Linked DNA regions of Mus musculus: region 1 is linked to region 2. Evidence: chromatin contacts called from public HiChIP or PLAC-seq data. All regions are on one chromosome and are shown on one strand. The core of a region is the stretch at or near the end of the contact, and the rest is flanking DNA. Distances in the headings are between cores, read along the strand shown.

Region 1 (6,818 bases), core at 3,048-5,547, 420 kb before region 2:
CAGGATGAGCCAAGCTAGCCAGAGAGCTAATGTGTGTTTCCCTGAACGCACCTCAGACAAGGATTAAAAAAAAAAAAAAAAAACCTAGCAACAGTGAGTCCTACCATAGGGGCACCCCTCTCACATCCCTTAATTGGAACAGTGCACCTCAGATGGCCCCTTAGGGCATCACTGACGCAAAGCACAATCCAAATAAGGCTTTTTACTTAGTTTCAAGCTCTATTAATCTCTAAACCTTGTAATAAATTGCTTCCTTTGAAGAATGCAACTTAAAACCACCAGATCACATACACAGCCACTGTGAAGCCACCTAAGTGTTGCCAGACATGTGGGTGGGGGTGGGGGGGCATGCCAGCCTGCATTCAAGGTCCTCTTGGTCTACAGAGCAAGTTTCAGGCCTTCTAAGAGAACTCTCTTGAGAAGCGCACACCCATGCCTCGAGTGTACACTGCCTTTTTCCTATGATTCTGTCTAAATACTTAATAAACTTATTGACTTTGCCTTTAGCTTGGCTCATCTTGAGATTCTTTTCAGTGCCATTGTCAAGCATATGGCTTTACCTGAGCAGAGGTCTCTGAGGGAGAGAAAGCTCTTCAGGCTGCTGGCAGCAGTGCTGGCCTGTGTCTCCCTGCCACCACTGCTGACAGCATGAGGTCCCTCAGGGCTCATCCATTGTGCAGCGTGTGTGACAATATCGCTTTCAAATGCCACCTCAGCCTCAGCGCCTCACTCTCAACATCTGGAGTTCCGGTTGGCATTCTTATTTATGATGTTTTTGAAACTGTAGGTTGTTTTCCCGATAGCAACTTATAAAATGAGTCCAGACGTCATTAGCAGAATCTGGAAAGCAAGGCTAGGATGTACTGAGGTGCCTTCTGTCGTTCAGGAAACTTCTATGTGGCCATGCTAAAGTTCTTGTACTCATATCTAGGTACAGTGTCACAAGTATCAGCATAAGACATTTATTATTGGCATTTGATAGAGTAAATAAGTGAGGGAGGGACGGGGGCGGGGGGGAGAGGGAAGAGGTAAAACGTCCCAGTTTTTTATGCCAGCCTTCATGACTCTGAAGATAGCACACTGTCATCACTGTGATTGGACTTGGTCTTGCTGTGTACCTCAGTTGGCCCAGATCCCACTTCATAATCCAGGTTTGCATCAAATTCTTGATCCACCTGCCTCAGCCTCATGAGAGCAGACATCATAGTCTTAGACCACTACCCTCAGGTCCATACGCTTGCTTGCTTGGTCTGCTTTGCTTTGCTTTGCTTTGCTTTGCTTTGCTTTGCTTCGCTTCCCTTCCCTTCCCTTCCCTTCCCTTCCCTTCCCTTCCCTTCCCTTCCCTTCCCTTCCCTTCCCTTTCATTCATTCATTCGTTTGTTTGTTACAGGAGGCTCTTGAATGCTAGGTAGTATCCTAGAGCATCCAGCCCAGGCCTCTGGATTCCACCCTGACCAGATTGCAGACAATTCTAGACCTTTCTGTTGGTGGCTTGTTGTCCCTTCGACTGCAGGTAACCCTCTCAGATAGTTTTTCATTTGTCACTTACTGCACGCCCACAAGCTCTGCTGTGTCCCTTTATCTATCTGCTTGGCCACATGGTTTGTAACAGACTTCATACTCTCCTCCCCCTCCCCTAAGGCATGGCATAACATAGCTTTGGTGTTGGCTTTCTAGGTACTCAGCAATAACAGTACCCAGACCAGTCTGAGAGAAAGGAAGGTCATACGGAACCTGAGCTACCTGCCACAAAGGCCGCTTTGTAAACAGACCCACTGAGCAGGCAGGGGCACAAGGGAAGGATATTGTCCTCTGGGTGCCTGCTTCATTACTCCAGAACCACTGCTGTGATGACACCTTCTCAGGGGAATGTCCCACCTTGAGAAGCATCCCTAGACCTGGTGACCAGACTTCTACATCTCTACTCTCTGCCCATGGTCTGTGCTTCTGGCCATGAGACTGTGTTGTTGCTCGTGCACCTATATTCCTGTTCCGAGCAGCTGAGCTCACAGCTGTGTGCCTCTGCTCCTGCTATCCGTTCACCTGTGCTCCTGACTGTGCGTCTTCACTGCACACCTGTATTCTTGACAATGCACCTAGGTTTCTGTTCAGTGCGCTTGTGCTCCTAACTATGCACCTGTGCTCCTGACCATGCACCCCCTGGCCATGCACCTGTGTTCCTGTCTACGCACCTGTGTTCCTGTTCGTGCACCTGTGTTCCTGTTTGTGCACCTGTGTTCCTGTTTGTGCACCTGTGTTCCTGACTATGCACCTGTGTTCCTGCCCATACAACTGTATCCCTGATTAGCACTGCTCCTGTCCATAAATCTGTGCTTCTGACTGTGTCTTTGTGCTCCTGATCATCTCTCAGCCACACGAGTAGACAGCCACATATACTCTTGTGATTCTGATAGATGGTAATGTCCAGTTGACCTGTTACAAGCCTATTAGATCATGGGTGTGATTTTCATCGAGTTTGAAAGGGTTGCCTTTCTATGGAACCCCTGTTTCTCTGGCTGTGATTTAAGCTGGGAGTACAAAAGCTGGCGCCTGCCATTTGCTTCCCACAGTTGCCCCATGGCCTCCGAATAGCTGTCCCTCCCCAGGTCCTCCAGTCCTCATTGCTCCATCATCACAGCAGTTGCAGGGCTCTCCACATCTGTGGCAGATGACTATGGCATGCAATTGGCAGTGATATCGGTACCCGGTGTTTCATAGGAAACTGGCTTCGTAGGAGCCAGAATAACTCCCATTTGTAGTGTTAAGATCTCTGCAGCATCATCAGTCAATGTCAGTCAAGCCAAGTAGACGGTAGATGTGTTTGGTTGGCTCTCATTAGCTGTGTGGAGCCCTGTTGGTGTCCAGCTCAGCCAGGCCCTGTTCCTAAAGCCACACAGGAATCTGGAGGAATCAAAGGTGGAGCTCCAGGAGATACTGCCATCCCTAGGCCAAGGGAGACTGTGAAAGAGACAGGAGTCTGAGACCCTAAAAGAGAGCTCAGAGGAGCCTCAAGGAGGTGGACAGAGCCCCAAGAAAGAAGTCTGGCTAGGGCCTTGTTGCTTGCTACAGGAATGCCCTGAGGCTATAATGCACCACTCTTCCTAGGAAGATGAGAACCAACACCCATTCATCCCCAATAGCATACAAAAGGCTAAAGAAATACTAAAGAAATGACTCTACTACTCTCTTCTTGCAAGTTCATCCAGTGACCCACGCACGTAGTTTAGAGGGTTTGCGCACGGGAGCAGAGATGAGGGGTTACATGGATGGCTCAAGACTACCACAGCATGAGTAACAACCCAGGGACGCTGCATCCCTGGAGCTAGCGGTCCAGATTTTAGGCAGCCCCATTGAAAAAGCTCCTCTCGCTCAGCAGGTCCTCGGTATCTGTAACGTTAGGGCCTTGCGAATCTTACACCTTTCTGACCTTCCTGCGGGTTGTAAGGTTTATGGGCCTTCTGAACCTTGTGTGTTTCCTGAATTCCACCAGACTGCCTTCTCCCCCCAGGTGGAACTGCTTCAATGTAGAGGGGGAACCCCACACAATAGGTTACTTCTGGGATTATAAGAAACATCAGGAGACTGTGACGCTATGCTGCTGGATAAAGGGCCATTGCTAAATTGACAGTGACAGACACGAGCAGCAAGTCTTCCCGGTGCCCTCATTCCTCATTCCTGCTGTGATGGCTTTCTTAAGTACCTGTCCTGGTGGGACATGTCGGGAGCCTTACCTGACAAGAAATGGCAGTTGCAAACCCACAGAGAGATACCAGTTCCCTGTCTCCCACCCACTTTCCTTTCTTTAAACATGATAAACATTTTTTTAAAAAAATCTGAGAGCGTGTCTTGCTATATAACTTGGTTTGTGCTCTCCATTCCTCTGCCTCAGCCTCCTGAGTCCTGGAATTATAGGGGTGGAGCTGACATTGCAATTACTGACTGCCCTGTAGCTAAGCAGCCGCGAACCTCCCTCACAGCCTCAGCAACAGCCGGTTGTCTTCTTTCTCTTGCACTGGCAAAAGCCTGATGGTGACTCTCATTTGTGGGCTCTCGTTGCTGCCGTCCATCACACTGAGCAGGAATGTGAGGGGCTGGTCTCATCGTCTCCATGGTGAGGAGCCAGGGATGATTGCTGGTTCTCAGCTTGTGTGAGCGAAAGCTCCTGAATAGAAGCTGTGTCTGCAGAGACTGACGGGCTAATTAGAATCTCAGCAATGAGGGGAGATTGGAATGTTGCAGGTCCAAAGGCTACCCGCTTTATCTCAGGCTAGTTCTAGGCCTTTGGAACAGCCACTCCTTCTCTGTGTGTGTGTCAGAAATAACATCCTGTGACTCATAGGTAAAGACTGTTTAGAATCTAGTAACCTAGCTGACTGCTAGTTTCCATCAATCGAAGAGCTAAGCGTGTTTCAGATGGCACCATGAGCCTATAGAAAAATCTTCCCTCATCTCACTGTGCCTGCCTCCCTGATGGACTCAGCAATGTATTTTAGCCTTGCTCTGATCTATGCCTTTCTTTGTTCTGTAAAACTATATAAAAAAACAAAAACAACAACAACAACAAAAAAAACCACCTCATGAAGCTGCTTACACACTGGGGTGTGGAATTTGGGGTAAGCTACCTCTGTGTGCCCGAGCCACCTCCACTCATGATGGCTTTGAAATGACAGTTCCTTTAGATTCCTTACTCTCTCTTGTGATGATGCTTGCTCTCTCCTTTCATATACTCCAGGCACCCAGGCCACAGAATGGTTCACCTATGCTAAGACTGGGTCCTACCTCATTTGGCCCGTTAGAAGCTCCTTCACATGAGTACTCAGAGGTTTGTTTCCTAGGTGACTCCAGAGCCTGTCAAGTTGATAATATTAAGCACTGTGGACAACAACTGCAAGTTTGGTGGTTGTTTTGTTATTGTTGATTTTTAAAGTAATTTTTAGGTGTGTGTGTGTGTGTGTGTGTGTGTGTGTGTGAGCGAGCGAGCGTGGTTTTATGCACATGAGTGCAAGGATCCTCAGATGCCAGAGGTATCAGATCCCTTTGAAGTTGGAGTCTCAGGTGGTCGTGAGCCCCTTGACATGAGTGCCGGGAATTGAACTTGGGTTCTCGGCAAGAAAAGCATGTGTTCTTAACGGCTGAACTATCTTGGCAGCCCCTGGCATCTTTTCTGAAGACAGTGGCAGGCTTAAGAAGTCTCTGTGCTTTGTTATTAGTCATCATCTGTCTTAGGCAGGTCTCCAGTGAGAAGGAAAGTGGGAGGAAAGGAAATACAAAAGGTACAGTTGAGAAGAAAAAGGGAGCAGAAGGAAGTTTAAGGCCAAAGCCAGAGCTTGTGTTGAAACACGTAAGGGGATTGGGGGGACGCAGGGGGCTGATCTGAGATTGAGAGAAGAGAGAGAGAGCCCTCAAGATTCCCCCCAGATAAGTTCAGAAAAGACTTTGGATTTGTAAATTGTGTTGAGACTGTGGAAGACTATCAGGACTTTTGAAGTTGGCCTAGGTACATTTTGCGTTATGATATGGCTAGGAGCCTATGGTGTCCAGGTAATGGGATGTGATAGTTTGAATGACGATGCCCCTCATAGGCTCATAGGGTTGAATACTTGGTCCATAGTCGGTAGAACTGTTTGGGGGAGGATTAGGGGGCATGACCTTAGGGGGTGTGGTCTTATTAGAAGTGGTACATCACTGGGGGCAGGCTTTGAGGTTTCAAAAGACTCAGAACATTCTCTTCCCCCTTCTCTCTCTCTCTCTCTCTCCTTCCCTCTCTCCCTCATGGTTGTGGATCAAGATATGAACTCTCAACTGTTCCTTTACTTCACTGTCATGGACTCTAACCCTCTGAACCTGTAAGCCGAACTAAACATTAAACAAATTAAGCCAAACTAGAACATATAAGTTGCTCCCCCCCACCAGCCATGCTGTTTTATCACAGCAGTAGAAAAGTAACTCAGACGTTGTTCACACAGATGTGTGTTCTTGTTCCGAGGTTCAGTCCCATGTTCATTATACCATTCCATCCCTAAGACAACGGAGGTTCTTGGGAGAGAAAGAATGACTCATGGTCCAGGGAAGGAATATAGGAGACAAGCCTTGAGATAACAGACAGGACTGGGGAGCAAGGACAAAGCTGAAACAGTGGGAACAAAGGCCAGCTGAAGGAGATCCTAATGGCCAAAGCTTAGAGGGTCTGAGTAACAAAATCACATGACATAGCTACGGAGCTTAGCAGGAGCTGCAAAAAGACATAGCCTTTTGTGGGCATTAAGCCAGCCTGGGCTACATAGTAGACCTTGTGTCAGAAATTAGATATATGCAAATATATACATATATGTGAATATATGTATATGGAAATGGCAGTCAATGCCAAGTCTGATGGGCTGAGTCTGACCCTTGACCTCTGACCCTGTATCCTGGGACCTACATGATGGAAGGAGACAACTGAGTCGAGTAAGCTGTCTTCAACCTCTACCCTGCCACCTCCACCTCACCTATCAGTCAATAAATCAACAAATAATGATTCAAAAACAAAACAAAAGTAAAAAAGAAAATAGACTTGTATCTGTAACTATACAAATAAATAAATGGCCAGACAGAGCCTGGTTTCTACACCTCGGGCCGTGTAGCTGAAAGTGGCCTTAGGAAAATGTTGGCAATAGTAAGGATTCCTGAGTTCAGAATCAGATGCAAAATGAATGCAAAGTGTTTTGTCATGGGACCTTACTCCAGCCTTGGTTCTGAGCGCGGGACACCCACAGTTTAGCTCTTCACAAGCTAAGGCACTGGTCACTGCTGCTCACATAACCTGAGATGGTGCCTCA
Region 2 (6,279 bases), core at 346-2,845:
AACAGTCCAGCCATTTTGGAAGCAGCTGGTGGGTCCTGGAAGTGTAGCCGTGAGATTCGGTGGTTACATGGAGCATAACCATGGGTGTAAACACGTGGAGCCATGGAAAGTTACTGAATGGTGAACTTAAAAGTGATTGTTTACATTATACTAATGGCTCTGTGATTTCTAATAATCAGTAAGACTGGATCACTATCCTGGGAAATCAAAGGGAGGCTATCCCCTGGGTGAGGATGCCAACCTGCCTAAGATCATCTATCTCTACAGCATGGCCTCCAGCCTGTGGGGCTGCTGGGATGGGGACAGTGGGCCTAACAGGAAGTGAGTCCACTCAGGGGCCTGGCCTTGGGGATATTGGTTCACACTCTGAGTGCCACGACATCCCAGAGGCAAACCAATACAGCTGAGCAGCTGAGACTGGCCTCAATGAAAACTACCAACCACACAAACCTTTCCTGCTTTTAAAGTGTTTGCCTCAGGTGTTTCGTCACAGCAACATAACGCTGTCCAACACACCTGTTTCTTCTACGATTTATTGCTGGGTACTAACATCCAACAGCTATTTCATTCCGTAACAGTTCTACGGATCAGAAACCCGACACGGAGCAAGAATCTTCTGGAAAGTCATTCAATCACATACCTGGCTCCTGGGCTGGGTCACATGGACAGGGCCCAGCTGAGTCTGGGTGCCCAAACGCCTGCCCAGGAATAACTCCAGCTCCTGTTTCTTTTGGCACAGTGACCCCAGAGTGCCCAAGTGTCCAGGCAGAACCTCTTTGGCCACTTAAAGCCCACAATGCAGCTGGCCAGCCTCGCTCTTCCAGGCTTGTTCTTCCACATACTAAAGCTCTTGCCTTCCGTTTCCTCTTTTCTCTATAGTGGGACCTTTATTATCACGATGAACTTAGATTAATTAATATTTCCTGTCTTGTCCAGGGGCTGCTAAAGTGGGAGCTTAAAAAACAAAACGTATTGTTTTGTACATAAGACAAAAGAAGCTCAGAGAAGTTAAGCCTCTTGCCTGAGGTCACACAGCTGGGATGCACGGAGCTAGGATTTTAACCTACTGGTCTGGTTCCTCCTTCAGGTTCTGGTCCTCTTACTAGCTGCCTTTCTTTCCAGATAATCACTCACTCTGGGACCCCGAGGCTCTCAACCCCCCTTCTCCTTCCTCTTGCTCTCTGCCACCTCCTCCCTTCTTCTCTCCTCTCCCTGCCTTTCCTCCGGAGAGATCCTAGACTGGTCTTGAGGAAGGTCAGCTTCCTTTGAGCAGACAAAGCTTATTTCGCTGGCTCTGGTTTCTGGAGGAAGCCCTGCTCCCATAGCCTTTAAAATTTATTTATCTAATTAAAAGAAAAAATCTTTCAGCAGCCAACACGCTTGGAGAGTTCATATTTAACCAATAACCCATCAGGCGGGCTGCGGACTCCAGGAGCATCCCGCCTGGGCCCTGGGGGGTGGGGGTGGGGGGGCGGGGAGGGGGAGGGGGAGGCGGGGCAGCCAGAGCATGCATCCACCGCTGAGCTGTCTCTAGCCATGGGCACCCCAGGCAGTGGCAGCCTCCGCAGCCAGCTGCGTTTCCGGCCAGTGAACCTGCCGCTCAAAGTCTCTTTTTTAATTAAGTCTATCTCAGGCGGCCGGAGCACGTGGGCAAACTTCTGTCTACTTCACTGCGACGCCCAAGCATAGCCCCGTTCCCTTTCTAAGAATAGAATCGGGAGATGGAGGGGAGGAAGGAGGCTGGAATCTAAAAATGAATTTGAAGCCCAGAGCAAAACAACCCAGCCCCGAGAAGGGAGAATAAGCTGCATGCAAAAGCGTACACACATACACACACACACACACACACACACACACACACACACACACACACACACACACACTCACACACACACACACACACACACGGGGGGCGGGGGGGGGGATGCTGTCTGCTGCCATCCAGGCGGGACTGGCAGTCAGGTCTGGCACCCTGCCCAAGTGTCTGGCAGGCATGGGGTGGCGGGTGGCACTGTTCATGCCAGGAGCAGCAGCTGGGGATCCCGGGGGAGTCGGGACTGTCTTCTGGGCTGATTGGTTTCCCCAGACAACAGAGGTGAGTCATGGGGTTGTGGGCTGGGCTCAGGGGTGCCTGACAGCCCCAGATGGAGCTCAAAGTTCCAAGGACTCAGAAGCCTGAATGCGTCTTCTAAAAATGGGTTGAGGCTCGGACACTAGGAGATTCCACCCCACTGCGATCTGTAGAGGGAGAAGAATGGGCCGGCGCTGTTCAGGGACACTAGGAGCAATTGATGGCACTCTTAGCTGCTGATAGCATTTCAGCAATGAGGCTATGAAGTGCTTGTCCAGTCTCAAGAAGACATGGTTTTCTCCTCAGCACCTCACAAGAGCAGGCCTGTAACCCCAGAGGTGGGAGGTGGAGGCAAGAGGATTAGAGGCCCAAGGTCACATGCCTGTAACCCTAGCCCTCTGGAGGTGGAGGCAGGAGGATCAGAATTTTAAGGTAAATCCCCTGCTATATATCAACTTTGAGGCCAGTATTGGCTACAAGAAGTCCTCTTCAACCAAACATATACATACACATATGTACATGTGTATACACACACATACAACATTTCAAAAGCAATACTAATTAATCTCGAGGCTACTGTTTTCTGCAAGTTCACCCTGTGCTTGGCACTTCTTTTGAATATTTTGTCTCAGCCTCACAGTGTGTCATGTGTTCTTACCCTACTGTGAGGAAACTGAGCCCTAGGGTTGTGGCAGGCTCTAGTTCACACTCGGGCTGAGGTACACCAGGGTCTGGACCACTGGTACACTGGCTTCAAAGCCTGTGATGGCTCATCTTGGTTGTCAACTTGACCACATCTGGAATTAGCTGAACCCCAAGATGTTAAGCATGCCCGTGGGGGGCGCTTTTAAAATCAGATTATTTGAAGCAGGAAGACCTATTCCAATCTGGGTCACACCTTCTGGTGGCTGCGCACAGAAAAGGACACGGAAGACAGAAGCTTTGCTTTTTGTCCGGCTTGCCCCCCACTCTTTGCTAGCAAGACCATCGATCCTGTTGCTGCAGCCAACACTAAATCCAGTTTCTCCAGGATTCCAACTGAAGTCAAGCAACTCTTCAATAATTTTCCCGACTCCTCAACCAGGCTGCAACAGCTGAGACCCAACCTTGTGGACCAAACGGCTACAGGATTCTCAGTGTTTCTATTGAAAGACAGCCATGTTGGATACACAGGGCCCTTATCTTAGTCAATAAATTCTCTTTTATCGGTTCTATACAAAGCCTCACTCCTTGGCGCCATTGCCTGCACACTGGATAACAGACAGGCTGGTGTGAGCCCCTTGGGACACTCAGGTGTGGCACCAAGCCACTGCATGCCACATAGACAAAAAGTTTCTCTTCTTACTCTTCCCTACTGCCCAGAGAGCAGCTCTGGGTGTCAACTCCATTATCATCACTCCCAGAATCCTCCAGGAGTCCTGAGTCCAAGCCTGGCCTGCGTGGGCAGCACCACCCCACATTGTTCTGTGTCTCATTTTCCCAATGGCAGCTTTCCCTGTAATGAAATGATGAAGAGTTAGAAGTTTGCAAATACCGGTGGATATAGCCATGCCTCATCCACGATTTGCTTTGGAATAATCAGGAATGCTGGGTGAACAAGGTGCAGAGGAAGTGATGTCAAACCTTGAAGAGTTAATATATTCATATAATAAGCAGAGATTTGCCTTCTGCATGACATCATTACAATCCACACAGGTGTGTCCCATTCTCCATACTTTATATTATATGTTTTGCAGTTACCCTAGGGGTGCTGTGGGTAGAACCCAGTCGCTTTCATATATCTGCTAGGCAAGCACTCTATGACTGGTTTGAACCCTAGCACTCCCAAAACTTCTTCTAGTGCAACACAAAAACGTTTTTAGATTGTCATAAAGCAAAAGTTTGTCAGGGGACAGTGGCTGTGACATCGTGTGTAAAATGCAGCTGACAGGTTGGGGCATGACCTAGGCTAGCAGAGGAATCAAGTCAGGACCCTGCCTGTTCCTCCTCAGCACAGCGTGGGACCCTGGTCTGTCTGCTGTGATCCCTGCGGGACTTCTAGGGCAGGGCAGGAAAGGAAGCACACGCCCTTGTCTTCTTTCGGGGATTTCAAAGAGCAGTCCGGCCCACATGCTTCCTACCTCAAATTCCAAACGCGTGAGGAAAAGCAGGCTTAGAGCCGACATCCTTCACAGGCAAGCCTGCTGGTCTTTCTGTGGGGAGGACTCGGGCCTCCTTGTCCACCGAGAATCTAGCACCCAGGAGGGTGACCTCACTCGGAGAACCTTTGACTGGCTGGTCTTCCAGCAGCACTGGAGTCGTGGGCACCCTCAGCCACACCCAGCTTCTTATGCGTGCTGCCTGTTCAAACTCTTAGCCACTGAACCATCTCTCAGTCCCTGCAAAATATTGACCGCATGTTGAAATTTAGATATATTAAGTTAAATATAACCCTTATGGGTATCTTGGTTTTGTTTGTACTGTTTTAATAGAGACTAGGTCCCAGTAAATAAGCCAGGCTGGCCTCAGAATTGCTAACTTCCTGCCTCCGTTTCCCTAGACCTGGGATTGCAGATGTGCGCCATCACACCCAGCTCTGGAGCAGAACTTTAATTATTTCTTCTTCTTCTTCTTCTTCTTCTTCTTCTTCTTCTTCTTCTTCTTCTTCTTCTTCTTCTTCTTCTTCTTCTTCCTCCTTCTCCTTCTTCTTCTTCCTTCTTCTTTCTTCTTTCTTCCTCCTCCTCCTCCTTCTTCTTCTTCTTTTTAATTTATTACTTGTGAAGATCCTATTCTGTGAGACATGATCTCACAGCAGACTTCCTGGTCCCCTGGCTCTTTCAATATCTCTGTCCCTGAGCTTTAAGTACAGGCGTTGTGCTGTAGATGGATCCATTGAGGCTGGTCACATAACAGTCAACTGATCTATGCATTTTGACCAGTCGTAGATCTCTGTAATGGTCTCTGTTGCAAAGGGACGTTTCCTTGATCAGGGGTGAGAGTTACACATATGTGTAAGTTTTAGAATGTAGTTAGAAAGTATGCTGGTTTAGTAACGTGTCAGTAGTAGGCTCTCTAAGATCCATGACCTCACGAGCCCACAGACAGCTGTCTAAGGCGTGGTTTCCCTCCTGTTAGATGAGTTACTACCAAGATACCAGTACCACTACCTCACCTTTAAGGATATCTTCCCTAGCTGGGCATGACTGCGTAGGACTGGTTGTCATAGCTGGGCAGGACTGTGAGCTACTTTTCTCCCCTGAAAGCTTGCATAGCACCACTGGCAGTATAAAAGTTAGTACTCAGGAAGGAGTCTTTCAGGCCATATCCAGCTTGTATCTTTCTTGGCGTCTAGGATCTGAAATGCATGGCGTCTTCAGCAATAGGGACGTACCTTCTGCCTCAGGGAGGCCACCAGGGGCAACAGAAGTAGCCTATACAATTTGGGTGGTTTCTTGGGCTACCCTGACCAACAACTGGGACGTGAGTTACTTATGCTTAGTTCTGTCGTTGTCTGTTGTTTGTTTTTATCTATTAAAGCATAATTTTAAAAAGCATTATTAAAGTGAATTCCACCTGCATTACATTTTTAAACATGGGCACTGGAAATGTTTGAATGAAAATGTATCTAGGGCCATTTTATAGACGAAGACACTGAAGGCACAGAGAGTGGATCAGGACAGGAGGCAGCTCCAGGGATCACCACAGTTACACTTTGCAGTTCCTAGGCCTGTGCGGAGAGCTTCCAATTGCTGGTCGTGGTGGGGTGCATTGGAACCTTGCCTCTCTGGTGGAGCCTGCACAGCTGGAGTTCGGGCCCCACCCCTTTCATACAGCCCCGCCCCTTTCTCACAGTCCCACCCCTCTCCCCGACCCCACTCCACCTGCAGCCTCTGGCCCAGGATCCTGTCTCTGAAAAGGGGACTCTCTGCTGGGGGCGTTTGTACTTTTCCTTGCCTTTCGATTTACCTCAACTGCTCTTTGTATGTTCTAGAACACTCCATCCACTTTCTAGTAGATTCTGCATTCTTTCCTTGGGCAAAGCAGTCTAATTAGGAAGATTCTGCAATAGGTGGGAATATTATTAAGGCACTTAGAGGTTCTTAACACCTTCCATGAGCACACTGTCGCCTGTCGCGCCTAATCGCCTTACCGCCATTAGAGTTGCATTAGCAGCCAGACCGAGATTTTGCACTGTGAAAGATCAGTACGTTGAGAAAACTCATAGACTA

The links. HiChIP or PLAC-seq counts read pairs in DNA pulled down with a chosen protein or histone mark.
Region 1: a contact with region 2 is called in a FOXA1 HiChIP or PLAC-seq map of pancreatic cancer cells. The contact joins two enhancer-like sites. A contact is called at or near these places in 1 of 115 datasets of contacts at active chromatin or transcription factors (pancreatic cancer cells) and 1 of 9 other capture datasets (liver).

The regions. Positions count from the first base shown.
Region 1 is chr2:173,728,005-173,734,822 of GRCm38.p6, reverse strand. No RefSeq gene overlaps it. Among named protein-coding and RNA genes, the nearest start is that of Vapb, 6.2 kb to the left of the region's middle. Within about 2 kb of position 4,297, at least 110 of the 459 cell types and tissues checked have an H3K27ac peak or open chromatin away from gene starts, as enhancers often do. A contact at or near this core is called in pancreatic cancer cells, where this site is marked.
Region 2 is chr2:173,303,082-173,309,360 of GRCm38.p6, reverse strand. No RefSeq gene overlaps it. Among named protein-coding and RNA genes, the nearest start is that of Gm36859, 15 kb to the right of the region's middle. Within about 2 kb of position 1,595, at least 147 of the 459 cell types and tissues checked have an H3K27ac peak or open chromatin away from gene starts, as enhancers often do. A contact at or near this core is called in pancreatic cancer cells, where this site is marked.